Regions from separate parts of the Mus musculus genome. Here all the other regions are linked to region 4. Evidence: chromatin contacts called from public Hi-C and promoter capture Hi-C data. All regions are on one chromosome and are shown on one strand. Each heading gives the region's core, a stretch centred on a gene start, on an enhancer-like site or on the middle of the called end of the contact. The rest is flanking DNA. Distances are from core to core; before and after follow the strand shown. Region 1 holds the start of Ankrd60 (ankyrin repeat domain 60). Region 2 holds the start of Vapb (vesicle-associated membrane protein, associated protein B and C). Region 3 holds the start of Rab22a (RAB22A, member RAS oncogene family). Region 4 holds the start of Rtf2 (replication termination factor 2).

What was found. Promoter capture Hi-C pulls out the DNA fragments that hold promoters and counts their contacts. A called contact is a pair of places that touch in the nucleus more often than the background predicts.
Region 1: a contact with region 4 is called in a promoter capture Hi-C map of pre-B cells. The contact joins the promoter of Ankrd60 here to the promoter of Rtf2 in region 4. A contact is called at or near these places in 2 of 39 promoter capture datasets (the 3T3-L1 cell line and pre-B cells) and 1 of 9 other capture datasets (embryonic stem cells).
Region 2: a promoter capture Hi-C map of pre-B cells shows a contact between it and region 4, with 6 times the contacts expected there. The contact joins the promoter of Vapb here to the promoter of Rtf2 in region 4. A contact is called at or near these places in 1 of 39 promoter capture datasets (pre-B cells) and 1 of 484 Hi-C or Micro-C datasets (CD4 T cells).
Region 3: a Hi-C map of B cells shows a contact between it and region 4, with 11 read pairs. The contact joins the promoter of Rab22a here to the promoter of Rtf2 in region 4. A contact is called at or near these places in 4 of 39 promoter capture datasets (the 3T3-L1 cell line, the C10 cell line, erythroid cells and 1 more) and 4 of 484 Hi-C or Micro-C datasets (B cells, CD4 T cells and CD8 T cells).

What each region holds. Positions count from the first base shown.
Region 1 is chr2:173,576,177-173,579,813 of GRCm38.p6, forward strand. It overlaps Ankrd60 (ankyrin repeat domain 60), which reads right to left and starts at 2,097. Exons shown (of 4, transcript NM_027303.2): 1 at 1,814-2,097. The coding sequence starts at 1,898. It also overlaps the pseudogene Ppp4r1l-ps.
Region 2 is chr2:173,736,297-173,739,776 of GRCm38.p6, forward strand. Vapb (vesicle-associated membrane protein, associated protein B and C) reads left to right here and starts at 1,275. Exons shown (of 6, transcript NM_019806.5): 1 at 1,275-1,454. The coding sequence starts at 1,397.
Region 3 is chr2:173,658,481-173,661,977 of GRCm38.p6, forward strand. It overlaps Rab22a (RAB22A, member RAS oncogene family), which reads left to right and starts at 1,365. Exons shown (of 7, transcript NM_024436.3): 1 at 1,365-1,661; 2 at 2,952-3,031. The coding sequence starts at 1,626. It also overlaps the pseudogene Ppp4r1l-ps.
Region 4 is chr2:172,439,196-172,442,761 of GRCm38.p6, forward strand. It overlaps Rtf2 (replication termination factor 2), which reads left to right and starts at 1,383. Exons shown (of 9, transcript NM_025542.2): 1 at 1,383-1,544. The coding sequence starts at 1,476.

The DNA of each region.
Region 1 (3,637 bases), core at 847-3,346, 1.1 Mb after region 4:
TTGGGTACATAGGCTCTGTGCTGATGCTTGTGATGTGGGTGGAGTCTGCTCTGGGATTCAGGGTGCTGGTGTGGCCAGGGGCAGCTAGAGGATATGAGGGTCAGACATAGCAGTGTGTGGACCGACTGTGGGACCCTGAGGTGGGCAGTTTGTCTCAGCTTCGGTATCCTTGTGTGGAAACAGCCATGGAGGATAGCCAGTCCTGATGGTCATATGTTTTTAGCCTGGGGGACTTGGGGCTCAGATTTGGTCAGGCTTGTTTTGGTTTGGGGTGGGTCCTAAGGTAGGTAAAGGATTGAAGTTTCAGTGTCCTCGTGTAAATGCAGCTGCTATAGGATTTGGGGTTCTGAAGTAGTGAGAGCTAGTCTGAAGATTTTGGGGTTCAGTCTTGGGTAGGTATATCCTGGATTTGGGGGTACCAAGTGGGAAGTATTTGTTTTACTTTTGATATCCTTATGAGTGAGTGGGTGGGGTACTTGGGTTCCTAAGAGACTGATGGCTAGCCTAGATACTTGAGGTTCAAACCTGGGTTCATGTTTGTTCTGGGCTTGGGGTTCCAGGATAAGCAAGGTTCATTTTGAGTTTTAGTATCTCTGTATGCAGAGTTAAGTGAGCAGGCATTTGGGGAGCTGCAGTAGTGGTTAGCCTGAGAGATTTGGGGGTTTAACCTTGAGTAGCTGTGTTCTGGGCTTGGGGTTGTAGGATTGGCAGGTTTTGTTTTGAATTTTAACACCCTTGAGAGAATATACAGTTGGTATGAGTTGGGGGGCGGTGTTGGTAGCGGTTGGTGTGGGAATGAGATCTGGGCACTCAGCTTTATTCTGGGTTTGGGGTTCCAGGAGGGGAAAGTTTGATCTGAGTTCTAGCATCTCTATGTAGACACAGTTGATGGAATCTTGGGGTCACCTAAAATAGATCTGGTCATGCTTGGCCTGGATTTGGGGTTTCCTAAGGTGGGTAGGATTTTGTTTAGTATCTCTGGATAGCCAGTGGGGATGGAGGACATGGGTTCCCGAGGCAGTGGTCATTAGCCTAGAAACCAAGTTCAGTCTTGGTCGACTTTGTCCTGGGTCTTGAGGGTCCCAGGTCCAGATGGCTTCTTCTGTGTTTGTGCAGACATGTATGGACACGGTTGGTTTGAGTTTTAGGGTTGGGGCTCTGAGCTAGTTATTTTCAGCTTGGAGATTTGGGGTTCAATCTTAGGCAGATGTCCTCTGCCTTTGGGGACCTGAGGCCAACAAGGTTTGTCCCAGCTTCTGAAATGCTCGCATAGACAGGCTAACTAGAGAATTTGGTATCCACCACTTAGGGTTTGGTTTGGATCCAGGTTCTCATGGGGGGAAAGGCCTGTCCTCGATTTGGTAGTGGTAGGGTCTACTAAGACCTAGTTTTGTTTCAAGAGTGAAGTCTTAGGTAGACATGGTTGTCTTGGGGGCCTGGGCTCCCTAAGGAAGACAAGAGGCTGCCCAGAAGGTCTTGTGGTTTTGAGAGTTGAGGTTCTGAGCAGCCTGGACTTGCTCAAGGTTGGCAGACCACAGCCTGCGACAGACACAATGCTTGTGAATGAGGTTCACCTATATATTTGGGGTTAATAAGACACCCACCCATGTGCTTGGAGTTAGGAGCCCTTGAGTGGCCAGCGCTCCAAGGGGCCGTTCTAGATGGGGCTCGAGTGGTTGGGTTTGACTTGGTCACCTTGGATTCTCTGGCAGTTACGAGTGTCATGGGGACCCAGGGCAGGAGTGGGCCGGGGGGGGGGGCCATTGAGTGGGAGGAGCTCATGGGGTGCGGGAAGGGGTCGGGCAGGGGCCACCTCGGTCCAGGAAATGCAGCCGCTGCAGGTTGAAGGGGATGCCGACCATCAGGTCCAGCTCTTCTTTGAGCTCCCGCACTGTCATGTCGTTGCGGCAGTTGGCCACGCGGAACAGCTCCCCAGTCTCCTCCAGCTTCACCCGCAGGACATAGACGTCAGGAGTCAAGTCTGGCGACACGGTGGAGGCAAGCGGGTCCCCTGTGTGCCCCCTAACCTGTGCGCGGGCCCTGCTGGAGGGCTGAGTGTGGCGCGCGCCCGCCTTGGGGTCGTCCCCCTGCCGTTTCGGCGGACGCGCGCCCGCCCCCGCCACGTCTGCCGCCCTCCGCATGGCCCGCGTCATCCCGCGCGTCATCGCCGCCCCCGCCTGGGGCCCCCGGGACAGGAGAGGGGCGCCCGCGCTTCCGGAGACTGCTCCCCCCCCCCCCCCCCAGCCTCCTCCGCGGTCCTCGCCAGCCTGCTAGCCCTGTGGGGAACCTCTTGTCTGTTCAGGGCAGTCTGCATGGTTAGGGAGAAACGCTGGGTCCACAGTTTCTAAGGTGGTCGACAGGCTTGCTGCCGTGTGCTTTTAGGAACATAGCAATCCAAGCTAACCTGGGCCACGCTGGAACAGGCAGAGGCTTGGGTGGAAATGGCATCAAACCCGTGTGCCCTGACGTTGTGACATCCTCGGAGGGAGAAAAGTATGGAACACATCTGATGGGAAGGCTAGGCTTAAACCTTTTCAGGGGAAGCTCAAACCGCAGGGTTGGGAGGGTGTAGGCCCTCAAATACCACCAGACCCAAAGCAAGGCCTTTAGGGGCTAGAGGAAGCACCATGGAACGGGCAGGGAGCCAGAACGCCCTTCAAAAACTCTGTTGTTACCACGAACAAAATAGAAGCTTGAAAAATAGTTTGTATAGCAGTTACACAAATTTGGTCTAAGGCATGGTGGTCCAGGCCACCCACTCACTTGGGGGCAGAGGCACATGCAGTTCAAGGTGACATAAAGGGACGGTGGTTTAATCCTTTTATATCAGAGAGGCTCATTCTAAATGATGGATAATTATAATGTGTACAGTGAACAGGCTGGGGTCTTACAGTCTTTCTTTTTTTTTTTTTTCTTTTTTCTTTTTCTGCAGTACTGAGTATTGATCCCAAGGCTCCACCCAGGAACAGAACTCCCCCCCCCCCCCCCAGCAGCTGTCTTGTAGCCACAGTCTTGATAGGAGGCTGGTCTTGTCATAAGTGAACAATTTCATTTCAGTACCTAGATTCTACCTCAGAACACTAAATAGTTATTTTTATCTTTATTATTTGTCTTTTGTTTGTGGGATTTTTTTGTTTTGTTTTGTTTTGTTTTGTTTTGTTTTGTTTTTTGAGACAGGGTTTCTCTGTGTAGCCCTGAGTGCCCTGGAACTCACTCTGTAGACCAGGTTGACCTCAAAATCAGAGATCTGCCTGCCTCTGCTTCCCGAGTGCTCTGATTAAAGGCGTGTGTCATGACTGCCTGGTGTTTTTGCTCTTCTTTCTAGAAAATTATGCTCTATAAAGGATCCAAGATTCTAGCTGAGAATAATTTTCCCTCCTTTTAGACCAACAGACTTGATAAGTTTCCATTACCTGAGCAGTAGAAGCTTGTTTTGCTGCAGAGGCCCTGCAGCGTGCCTCGTGTTCTTACTGTAGACACGCAGCACACACAAAGCGGGACAGCTTCTGGCTTTGTTTTTAATCGTGTGTCTCTAACTTTAATGAATTAACTCTGTGCTACAGTAGCCCAGATGTTGCCTGTGCTGGGTATTTGAGTTCTTTACATTTTTCCTAGTCTCTTTGGCACCGCATAGACG
Region 2 (3,480 bases), core at 25-2,524, 1.3 Mb after region 4:
AACAAAACAAAACTAGACTGAGGGAAACCTGAGTTTCCTTTAAAAGCACAAGGCGTATAATGGAGCAGTGGGTGACTATGATGAACTGAAGCCCTAAAATCTCAAGAAAGCAGAACAAAATGTCATAAAAGCTAGACTTTCATAGATTCAGTACACATGAAGCAGTAGTAGCAGAACACAAGGAAAGAACAGATGGAGAGGAAAACAATCCTGAAGAGCAAGAAATGAGAGGCCAAAAGAAACAGTACATCTAATGGGAAAACCAACGTAAAGCAGCAGAAATAAACCCAGGTACACCAACAAATACAATAAGTATAAATGGATTAGATGCACAAGCTAAAAGACAAAGACTACCCCTTGGAAACTTTTATTATGAAAATAACTTCAGGTGTATAGAACATGGGAAGTACATGAACAACATGGATATTCCTGCCATATAGAGTCATGTGTACTCTTCACACGAATGTTTGATGAGGAGGCTATGAAGGTCTATTTTACATAGTATACGTTACACAATGAAATACTAGTCACGTGCCAATGGGAACATACAGGGCTTATTTTGGGTATCAGACAGAGCTAGGCTCTCAGTTACTTTTAGTCATGTGATTTATGTGTGTAACTAATTTATTCTCTCAGTGAGGTCCTAGCACGGTGTGAAGCAGGTCGTTTTCTGGTTATTGTATTTCTAAATATTTCTTGCATAAACAAGTAATGCTATCAGCAAATGGTTCAGTGCAGCGCTTTGCGGTTTGGTAAACACTGAATGCAGAATAGCTTTTATTTATGACAGTTACTGAAAGCATTCAGCGGAGTGGCACGAAATAAGCAAACAATAATTGCCAGTTTATTATATTTATAATTGTTATTTATGAACTGTCACAAGGCCTGGCACATATCACTAACCCGTAAACATTGTGTTTGTAAGAATAATAAGTACTTTATTATATTCAGGCTCAGTAGAGCCTGGCACCACACGTGCGGGAAGAAAGTGGAAGTTTATTCTTGTTAATTATTATTATTAAGTAAAGCACTTAACAACAGTTCTCCCCGCAGGCGCTTACTGAACAGTCTCACTGGAGACCGCCCCTCCTCCCAAGCCTCGAGAGGCCACGCCCCCTGTCTCGGAAGCTCCGCCCTCTACCGCCCGGTCTGTGCCTGCGCAGTGGCCCTGAACACCCTGCGCATGCGCAGTCTCCCTTTTGTCGCTGGAGCCGCTGGCCACTGCCGGAGCCCGGCATCTGCTACGTACGTGCGTACGTGCGTGCGTCGGGGCGTGCGTGGGTACGTCGTGCGTGCCGTGAGCTCGCCCGGCACCGCGGCCTCGCCCTCCGCCCCTGCGCCCCGCCACCCAGGCCGCCGCCCCCCGCCCGCGCCGTCGCCCCCGACGGGGAGGACCATGGCGAAGGTGGAACAGGTCCTGAGCCTCGAGCCACAACACGAGCTCAAGTTCCGAGGTAAGCGGCCGGCCGGCCCGGGAGCTGTCACTCAGCGGCCGGTGCCGGAAGGGACGCGCCCTGAGGGCAGGACACTGTCCGCTTGAGGCCCGCATGCACCAGGCGTCTAATGCATGCATGTGGAGTCAGTGCATGGAAACGGTTTGCCTGAGTACCCTTCCATCAGCTCCCCCGAGGCAGCGAGCTGCCGGGGTTACAGCCCACGAAGCCCGTGCACACTTTCTGTGTAGTACACTTTCTGTATACATCTGTGTGTAAAGGTGCATGCCCAGGTGATTAAAAAGGTGCACGTAGACAAATATATATGCATGGTATACGCATGTTATAGATAGTGTGTATACATACATGTGCGTACATATATGTACATACACACACACAAGTGTGTGTGTATGTACACATGAATGTTTCCATTCACTAATTTTAAGGGCCACGAGGCAACAGGGTCCATGCCCAGCCTGTTCCTTGCTTCGTTGCATGTTTGAGTCATGAGATTGGGCACAGGAGGCCTATAAAGTTCAACAACCAGTAAGCAAGATGGCAGAATACAGTGGTAAGCACTAGGAGGAAGAGGAAGAAACTGGACTCTATGAAGGTGTACTTGAGGTTGGCTGATATGATCCTCTGTGTATTGCCCACGTGTAGCCCACAGCTGGCACACACGATTTTGGGTGGCCGAGAGTCACCCGTTTCTCCACCGCTGGGAAGTAACGTAGGATCACAGCTCTTATCTAGTTGTCGCATTTGAGTTCTGATTTCAGACGTTCAGATACTTAGCCACTGTACCCACAGACTCTTGGGAAATGCTTCAGATCTGTGGCTGTTCACCTTGCCTTCCAGGTTCAGAGTGTGCAGTGTGACTCTTACAAGGAAGCAGAGGCCGTCCAGTCAACCTGAAAACAAAAACCTTAGGCAGCCTAACACAGGGCTGTGGAGATGGTTCACCGGATAAAGAGCTTGCTGTCAAGGCTGAGGACTTTAGTTCAATCCCTGAGTCCCACATGGTCAAAGGAGAGAACCGACTTGTGCACATTGTCCGCTGACCCCAACAGGTGCAGCCTGGCACACTTGTGAACAAACACACAGACACATACACAAAAAAATTTCAATAGAAGCATCGACTTAAATGTGGACCCTCGTCACCAGAGGTTCCCCCACTTATCGGGATCCCACTTGTTAGCGACAAGGAAGTGGTGTCCGTTTGGTAGTGACTATTTGGAATTTCGAATGCTGAGTCTTTTTCAGGTTACAGTGGTGCGTGATCCCGTGCCTGACTGCACAGCAGTGAATCGCCGCCTGGTTATAACTGTAGCTCTGTGTATTTTGTGTGTTTGCACCCTGTCACGAGTGCAAGGCGTCCATCTCTGTGGTGGGGTGCTCATGTGCATAAACTCTTTGGCTGGTGTCTTTATTTATTTTGCGTTTATGTGTTGCGAATGGCAGTATGTGTGCCACAGTGAGTGTGTGGTACCCAGAAGACAACTTGTAGGAATCATTTCTGTCCTTCCACCCTTGGGGGTGGAACTCAGATCTCCCGTCTTGCGCAACAGTGCTTTTGTTTCCTGATCTGTCACACGCTGGTGTTCTCTTTTAGAGATATGTGGGTTCTCGTGTGCTGAGGTCAGTTCAGGCTGACCTCAGTCTTGAGACAACCCTCCTGATTTTGCTTCCCCAGGGCTGGTGTTACTGTCTCAGCACATATTTGAATATTGTATTGTTATCAAATGGGCACTGTGCACCTGTAGGATGACGTGAGTCTGGGGCATGTCAGCTGCGATGTTCAGAAAGGTCAAGTAGAGCCGGGCGGTGGTGGTGCATGCCTTTAATCCCAGCACATGGTAGGCAGAGGCAGGTGGATTTCAGAGTTCGAGGCCAGCCTGGTCTACAGAGTTGAGTTCCAGGATAGCCAGGGCTATACAGAGAACCCCTGTCTCAAAAAACAAACAGCAACATCAACAACAAAAAAAAAGGTCAAGTAGGTCGAATGCACTTTTACATAAACATATTTCAACTTAGGAAGGGGTTGTCA
Region 3 (3,497 bases), core at 115-2,614, 1.2 Mb after region 4:
ACTAATAGAGTTGACACACACACACTCACACACACACACACTCAGGGATCAAATGTGCTCAACACTGCAATGGTCTACCAAACATTCTCAGTCAACATCAACTCCTGTCAGGGAGTTTCAGGTAGGGAAGGGAAGGGGACAGAAGTAACTCCTAGGGCTGGGACTCAGGAAGCCCCAGTTGACTGTGGTGATTTGTGTCATCTGAGGTGATTTGACCTCAACCACCAGCAAGCCTCCCTGGGTTTTTTTTTTTTTTTTTTCCTGCTCCCCTCTGGCTTGTGAGGGAGATCTAGTTCATCTTTGTAAATTCATAAGCCCAACAAATGGCCCGAGCAAGTAGAGGTAGGCGCTGAAAAACTATATTGGATAGACAAGCCAAAGCTTCGTTTGTCCATTAGCCACAAATTGGAACTTGCACTTCGAAGGTGGCATCTCTCTCAGCTACTGTCTCTTAAAATAATTCCAGAGAAGAAGTGGAGGCTGAGAAGGGTCAAGTGGAAGAGACCCACTCAAAACATGGAAAGCAGTGGGCTCCATGAAGACATGGAGCTGGCCAGGCCCACAAGTAGGGCGTCACTCCCAAGCCCTAACTAGGAACCCAAGGAGGTTCCTCCCAGGTTGGGATTGGCTTTCCCTCTCACAGCTCCTAGCGCAGCCAGAGGAGAAAGTGACAGGAAGACAAAGTTTCCAACAGACCCAAGTCCTAGCCCAGGAGGGAAGGGCACCTGAGAAGAAGCGGGCTCGAGATAGGCTCGACCTGAGGCTCCTGTCCCGTCTAAGTGCACCCCACAGTCCTCTGGGAGGGACCCAAGGAGGGGCGGGGCGCCCCAACTGTTACTTACAGTCCTCTAAGTCATCCTGCAAGTCCACAAAGTACAGAGGGATCTCTGAAAAAAAATCAAAAGACACACAAGGAGCTACACGGGGCTGCGCGGGCGGCGAGTCCCGGGCTCGTGCGGAGGTGGGGTGAGGGGGGCTCTCGGGGAGGGGAAGGGGAGCCGTCGGAGACCCCTGAGCCTAGACCCCACTCACCCGCCATCTTAGGATGTGCCAGAGGGCGGGGCTGGAGGCGGGGGCGAGCCCAGAGGCCACGCCCATCCCTCGCGCTCCGCCCACCAGCCTGGCCTCACTCACCCGCCGCCATCTTGGGACGGGTGGAAGGTGGAGCTAGAGGCGTGGTAGCTTCAAGATTACGCCCCATCCCGCCCCGCCCACTCCTTAGAGAAGATGGGGCTGAGGCGGAGCTGGAGGGTGGGGCGACGCTGAGGCTCCGCCCATTGGTGCTCCGCCCACCCGCCTGTGAGCTGCGAGCCGGCCGCCCCGCCCTCGCGGAGAAGGTGGCTGCCGAAGTGGGCGGGGAGGTCAGGTGACCCAGCTGGCGTCCCAAGATGGCGGCGGCGGTAGCGCCCGGGAGGCCAAGGCGGTGTCCCGGCTGTTGAGGTGACTCCGCCGGACAAGTGACGGGGTCGGCCGGACCGGAGGGCGGCGGCGGACGCACGGCCGCCCGGAGTGCTCGGCCGGGACTTGGCGGTGAGGCGGCGGCGCCGGGGGATGCTGGTGCTGGGCCGGGCCTCTCCCTCCTCAACTTAGGGCGGCGGCGGGCCCGCACCCCTGGTTCCCGGGCCATGGCGCTGAGGGAACTTAAAGTGTGCCTGCTCGGGGTAAGTTGCAGCGGGCGGGGTCCGGAGGGTCGCGGAGGCCGGGCGGGCGGGCCCCGGCACTCCAGGGCCCCTTGCACCCCTTTACGCTCAGCGCGGGACGCAGCCCCCCACAGACCCCTTAGGGCGGCGGGACCAGCAGGCTGTGCCCCACCCAAGGCCCCCAGGTGTCAGGGTGGCCCCCGGCGCCCCGGAGCGACGCCCTCTTTCCATCCCACAGTGAAGTAGCCCACAGGTAGTTTCCTTCCAACTTTGCGAGGGACACCTTTAAAGTTAGACAAGTTTCTGAAAGTTAACCCTCCCCAGCAGGGCTTTGGGTTTTATGCGCACACTTGGCCTCCTTTCAGCAATGTGGGATGGTTTTGAACTTTTGGGACGTCTTTGACACTTCTGCAAGAGTTACTTTCCATTAAAGTTCACTCTTCACTAGAACAGGGAGGAGTTACCAGGACTTTGAAGGTTCAGCTTCCGGTCCTCTCACAGTAGTTTGGCCTTTTCAGAGCCTTCTAATGATCTCCTTCCTGAGTTTCTGTTTTAATGACTGAAAAAAAAAAAATTCCAATAACTACATGGTTTTTGCCCCTTAGCAGGGTGGGGCTAGGGTTCATCCCGATTACTCCGCAACTTGGGAGCGCATAGTTTTACTGGTATATGTTAAAAGGCCAGTGAGTCCAGTCACCTTTCACACAGGACAGGCATTGAAGAGGCCTTTTTACTTTGGGAGGGAGCAGGAGTTCAGTCTTAGAGACTAAACCTAAACCTTGTACATCCTAGGCAAGTCCCGCCACTGAGTTGTGTGTCCCCAGTTTGCTTGCTTCTATTTTTTTAGCAGGATCTCCAGAAGTTGCCCAGGATAGCCTTGAAATCTCAGCCTCAGCAGGCCTTGAACTTGGAACCCTCCTGCCTCTGCCTCCCAGATTTGCTAAGATCGCAGTCCTGTAGCACTAGGCCGTCGTAGGTCTTTCCGGAGGTCCTAGTGTCACTTAAGAACTGCAGAATCCTTCCCCAGTACTTTCAAGATGGTTTCTCACTAGTTGGCCATGACTGGCACTGTGCTCAGTTCTTAGGCTAAGAAATCTGCCTGCTTCTGTCTCCCAGGTACTGGAATGAAAAGCATGCGCTCTGGCCCCGTAATATAGTTACTTCACTGACTTATTACAGAAGCCTGTTGTGTCTCTCCATCTGCAGATGGAAATGCTTTTTCTGCAGTCCTCCACTTTAGGCTACAAAGTAGTCTTGGGTGTCTACAAATAGGTTAGTTTTTCCTCAGTGCCCCATCTTACTCTCTTTCAGGATACGGGTGTGGGTAAATCGAGCATCGTGTGGCGGTTTGTGGAAGACAGTTTTGATCCGAATATCAATCCAACCATAGGGTAAGAGAACAAGTTTATTTACTGTATACGTCTATCCCAGAGTTCGTGGAAAGTCATCGCAAGCAGGAACGTGTGACCGGGTGTAACTCCTGTTGTCCTGAACTTGATGAAATTTTGAATTGCTGGGTCTTGACATTCCCAAAATGATTTGAGAGAATACAGTGAGGTTTACTGTATCCTAGGAGAATATCTTCAGACTTTGGGAATAAGAACTTCAACAATGAAAAAGAATCAGTTGACATAGGAGTTTACAGACCCAGTTACACCTTGAAAGAGAGCAGATGAAAACACGTTCCGATGCAGGTCTTTGGGGGGGCATACCCAGTTTTGGTCCTTGAAAAGAAGTAGAATTGAATTCAAACCCTTTTGAACTGGTGACAGCTTTAAATTAATGAATTAACTTAAAAATGGTCTGGTTTGGGGTTGTTTGGTTGATTAGGCTTTGTTTGGGGGGCTTTTTTGTTTT
Region 4 (3,566 bases), core at 133-2,632:
CCTGGCTTTAACCTTTGATTGATCTCTGCATTTTGTGGCAAGTTGCATCCTTTGAGCTATGAAATTTCAGAAGCCACAAAATCAGATGCAGAACTACTGTTAAGACACCTACGTGTGACTCTCTCCCTTGAAAGAGCCATCGACAAGTTGAGGGTGTTTAGTGTCATAAAGCTGAAGGCACAGTAAGTCACTTCTTAGGCCTGCAACCACCTAGGATCCCAGGAGCATTGGAGTCCCAGAGGACACAGCACTCCCCTAAGTGAGGGTGAAAAGGCAGAAAAGATGGTCATCTGAGACTATCTGGTCACTTTAAGCAGTGTGGGCTTCAGAATGGCCACCTTGCAGGACTGGTGTAGACACAGAAATGAAGGAGGCCATACTTATCCCAGGACTGCTCACTTATGCATACCATTTGCCCCTGTTGTTCCTCTGGGCCTACAGCTCATGTTAGTACCCCAAAGGCAGACTAGGGGGTCACTGAACCCCTTATTTGTTCTCTTCCCAATATGATCACCCTCCCCTTTCTCTGTCTGCACTAATCTCTGTAGCTGGTACAATGGGATGAGTGGCTACTCTAAGCTTGTTGGAGACACTGTAGCCCTAGCTTCTGCCCAAAATACATCTGGATACAGGGTGGAGAGGCGCTCAGTGGCTAAGAATGCTTGCTGTTCTTTGAGTAAGCACAGGATGGATTCCCAGAACCCCAGCAGCTCACAACCATATCAACTCCAGTCCCAGGAAGATAGAACACCCTCTTCAGGCCTCGACAGGCATCTGCAGTTAGGTAGCGCACAAGCAGGCCCACCCACCACGTCTTTTTTTTTTTTTTTTTTTTAATTTTATGTATTTGAGTACACTGTAGCTGTCTTCAAACACACCAGAAGAGGGCATCAGATATCATTATAGATGGTTGTGAGCCACCATGTGGTTGCTGGGAATGGAACTCAGAACTTCTGAAGAGCAGTCAGTGATCTTAACCACTGAGCCATCCCTCTAGCACCCACAACGTCTTTTCTTTTCTAAGTCTGGATTTAAAATACATGAGAGGTAGCTGAGAAGACAGATTCCGGCCATCTCCTCCTTAGACTTACAGCACTACTGGTCTGCAAAAATGCCAGAGACGCAGACCTCGGGACAACCCCGACAAATGTTCTCCCGTCCTCCCTCAGGCCCAAGCTTACGGAACCACAGAGGAAAAAACAGGGACCGCCCACGACCGGAAGTGGACGCACTCCAAGGATGCTCCAGCACGTCGCCCTGAAACCACGCCCAACTCCCGGACAAGATTTTCAAGACAATTGGTGTGGACCAAGGCCTCGCGCGGCGACCCCGCCCCTTTCGCGGCGCGCTGGTTGTGTGCGTCATCAAGGAGCGCCGGAAGTAGGTAGGGTTTCGCCAGAGACCCCGGAAGCGACGGCTTCTCGTCTTTGCTAAGGCTTCTGGTTTTTGCTACGGTTTCTGATTTCGGCTTTGGGATGGGTTGCGACGGAGGCACCATCCCCAAGAGGCACGAGCTGGTGAAGGGGCCGAAGAAGGTCGAGAAGGTCAGTGGGGACTGCGGGCTGCGGGGCTCGGGATGAACGGTGGTCACAGCGCTTGTGGAGGGTTTACTGTTTGCAGGCACTGAACAGTACGGTTAGACTGGGATCCTCCCCACAGACGCTGTGTTGATTTGAAACATTAACGTTGAACGGGACGGAGACTGGAGAGCTAGTTAGTGGCCCAGCCAGGACTGGAACGTATCTGTAGCTAGCGACGATCACGGTGATAGATGCTATTTATGGACTTTGTGTGTTTTTGTGAAAGGCTCTCACAGTGTGGCCCTGGCTGGCTGGGACTCCCACCTCTGCCTGCTGAGCACTGGGATTAAAGGTGTTGGCCAACAGGCCTTGGTATTTGAATAATACTTTTTTTAAAAATGTTTTGTGTGTGAGTGTGGTATCCAAGGAGGCCAGAAGAAAGCATCGGACGCCCGGGAGCTAGAGCTACAGGTTTTTGTGAGCCATTAATCTTGGCTGTTAGAACCAAACGCGGATCCTTTGGAAGAGCAGTACACAGGCTTAACCACGGAGCCATCTCTCCAGCCTGAGCTTTGTGTATTAAAGTCTCCCCAAACCATTCCCCTTTGTGAAGTCACACCCTTCTTAAACTAATTATCAGCTCTTAGCACTCTGAATTGGTGGTTGAGCCCAGCTGATGGTCACGTGACTGCAAGCTCCTCCTGGTGAACTCTGTGCACTGTTTTTCTTCCAGAACTAGCACAGTTTCTGCCACAGTGAATATTTTTGAATAAATGCGTGGGCATTCTGTAAATCTTACAAGACATTGAGCAAAGTGTGTACTTAATGGATGGGAAATTGAATGCCGCAAAGTTAGTTAACACCACTGACGTGGCCTAGAGTCATGAACCACTGTCCCCATCCATTTATGTGCATTTCAAAGCTAGTGTTGATGATGACTGTTTAATAATAGAAGGCACAGAATGCCCCCGATACAGTTCCCAGCACGGGGAGAGAATGCCCCCGATACAGTTCCCAGCACGGGGAGGATCATGTTTCCTGATCCAACATTCAGAGAACTTTGGGATGGGAGGTGAATCCCATCCAGTGTTGTACTTAAGACACTGCATAACTTCCTGACACATCCCTAATAAACTCCATTGGGTCCTGTGTGAACAAACCTCTGCTTGTCTTTTTGCCCTCTCTTCTGCCCCTCTTTAGCTCTTTCACTCTGTTCTAGATACCATAGACCTTGCCCCAGCGTCCTGAACATTCCTCACTCATAGTGACATCATGACTTGGGGGGGAGGGGCCACTTGAAGCAAGGTCTTGCTGTGAGGTAGCCCAGGCTTGCCCCAGCCCCCGGAGTGCTGGTTACAGTGTGTGCTGCTTGGCTCTTTCCCCTCATTTGTCCACCCAGCCTTCACCACAGTCAGCTGCAGTCACTCTTTAGGCCCGCCCCCTCTGCTGCTTTCCTTTTTTTTTTTTTTTTTTTTTCTATGATCCCTGCCTCTGTGGTTATCGACTATGTATCTCTCTCTCCCATGTGCTCTGGGATCCTTGCATGTCTTAGCTCTGCAGTCTATAAGATGTTTCTGCACATTATAGACATCCACTGAGCATATGTTGAAAGTCTGAGGACAGAGTGCCCTCGGACCAGGCCAACATGTCACATTCAAGTGTGCATAAAGTATTCATCTTACTGTTGTTGTCTTGTGCCCAGGGCTGACATGGAGTAATGGAAGAGTTGGCAAAAAACAGCCAACCACACCCAAACAATTAAAAACAAACAACAAACAAAAAACCCTGATCTTAGAAGGGTAACGAAAAGAAAGAATGATCAGGAAGAGTAGTTTTTATTAACCCATTTGTCCAAGTACTTATAAAATGCTTGTTATATATACAATTCTGGGACCTAATGGCAAATTATCCCTTCTAGAGCTTCCATTTGAAATGCCTGTTATGAAGTAATCATATAGATATGGGGTAGGGATCTGCCCCTGTCTTGGCAACACAGCCCCTAAGTCCCATGGAAATAACACTTGCCCTAAGTGAGATGTGTGGTGA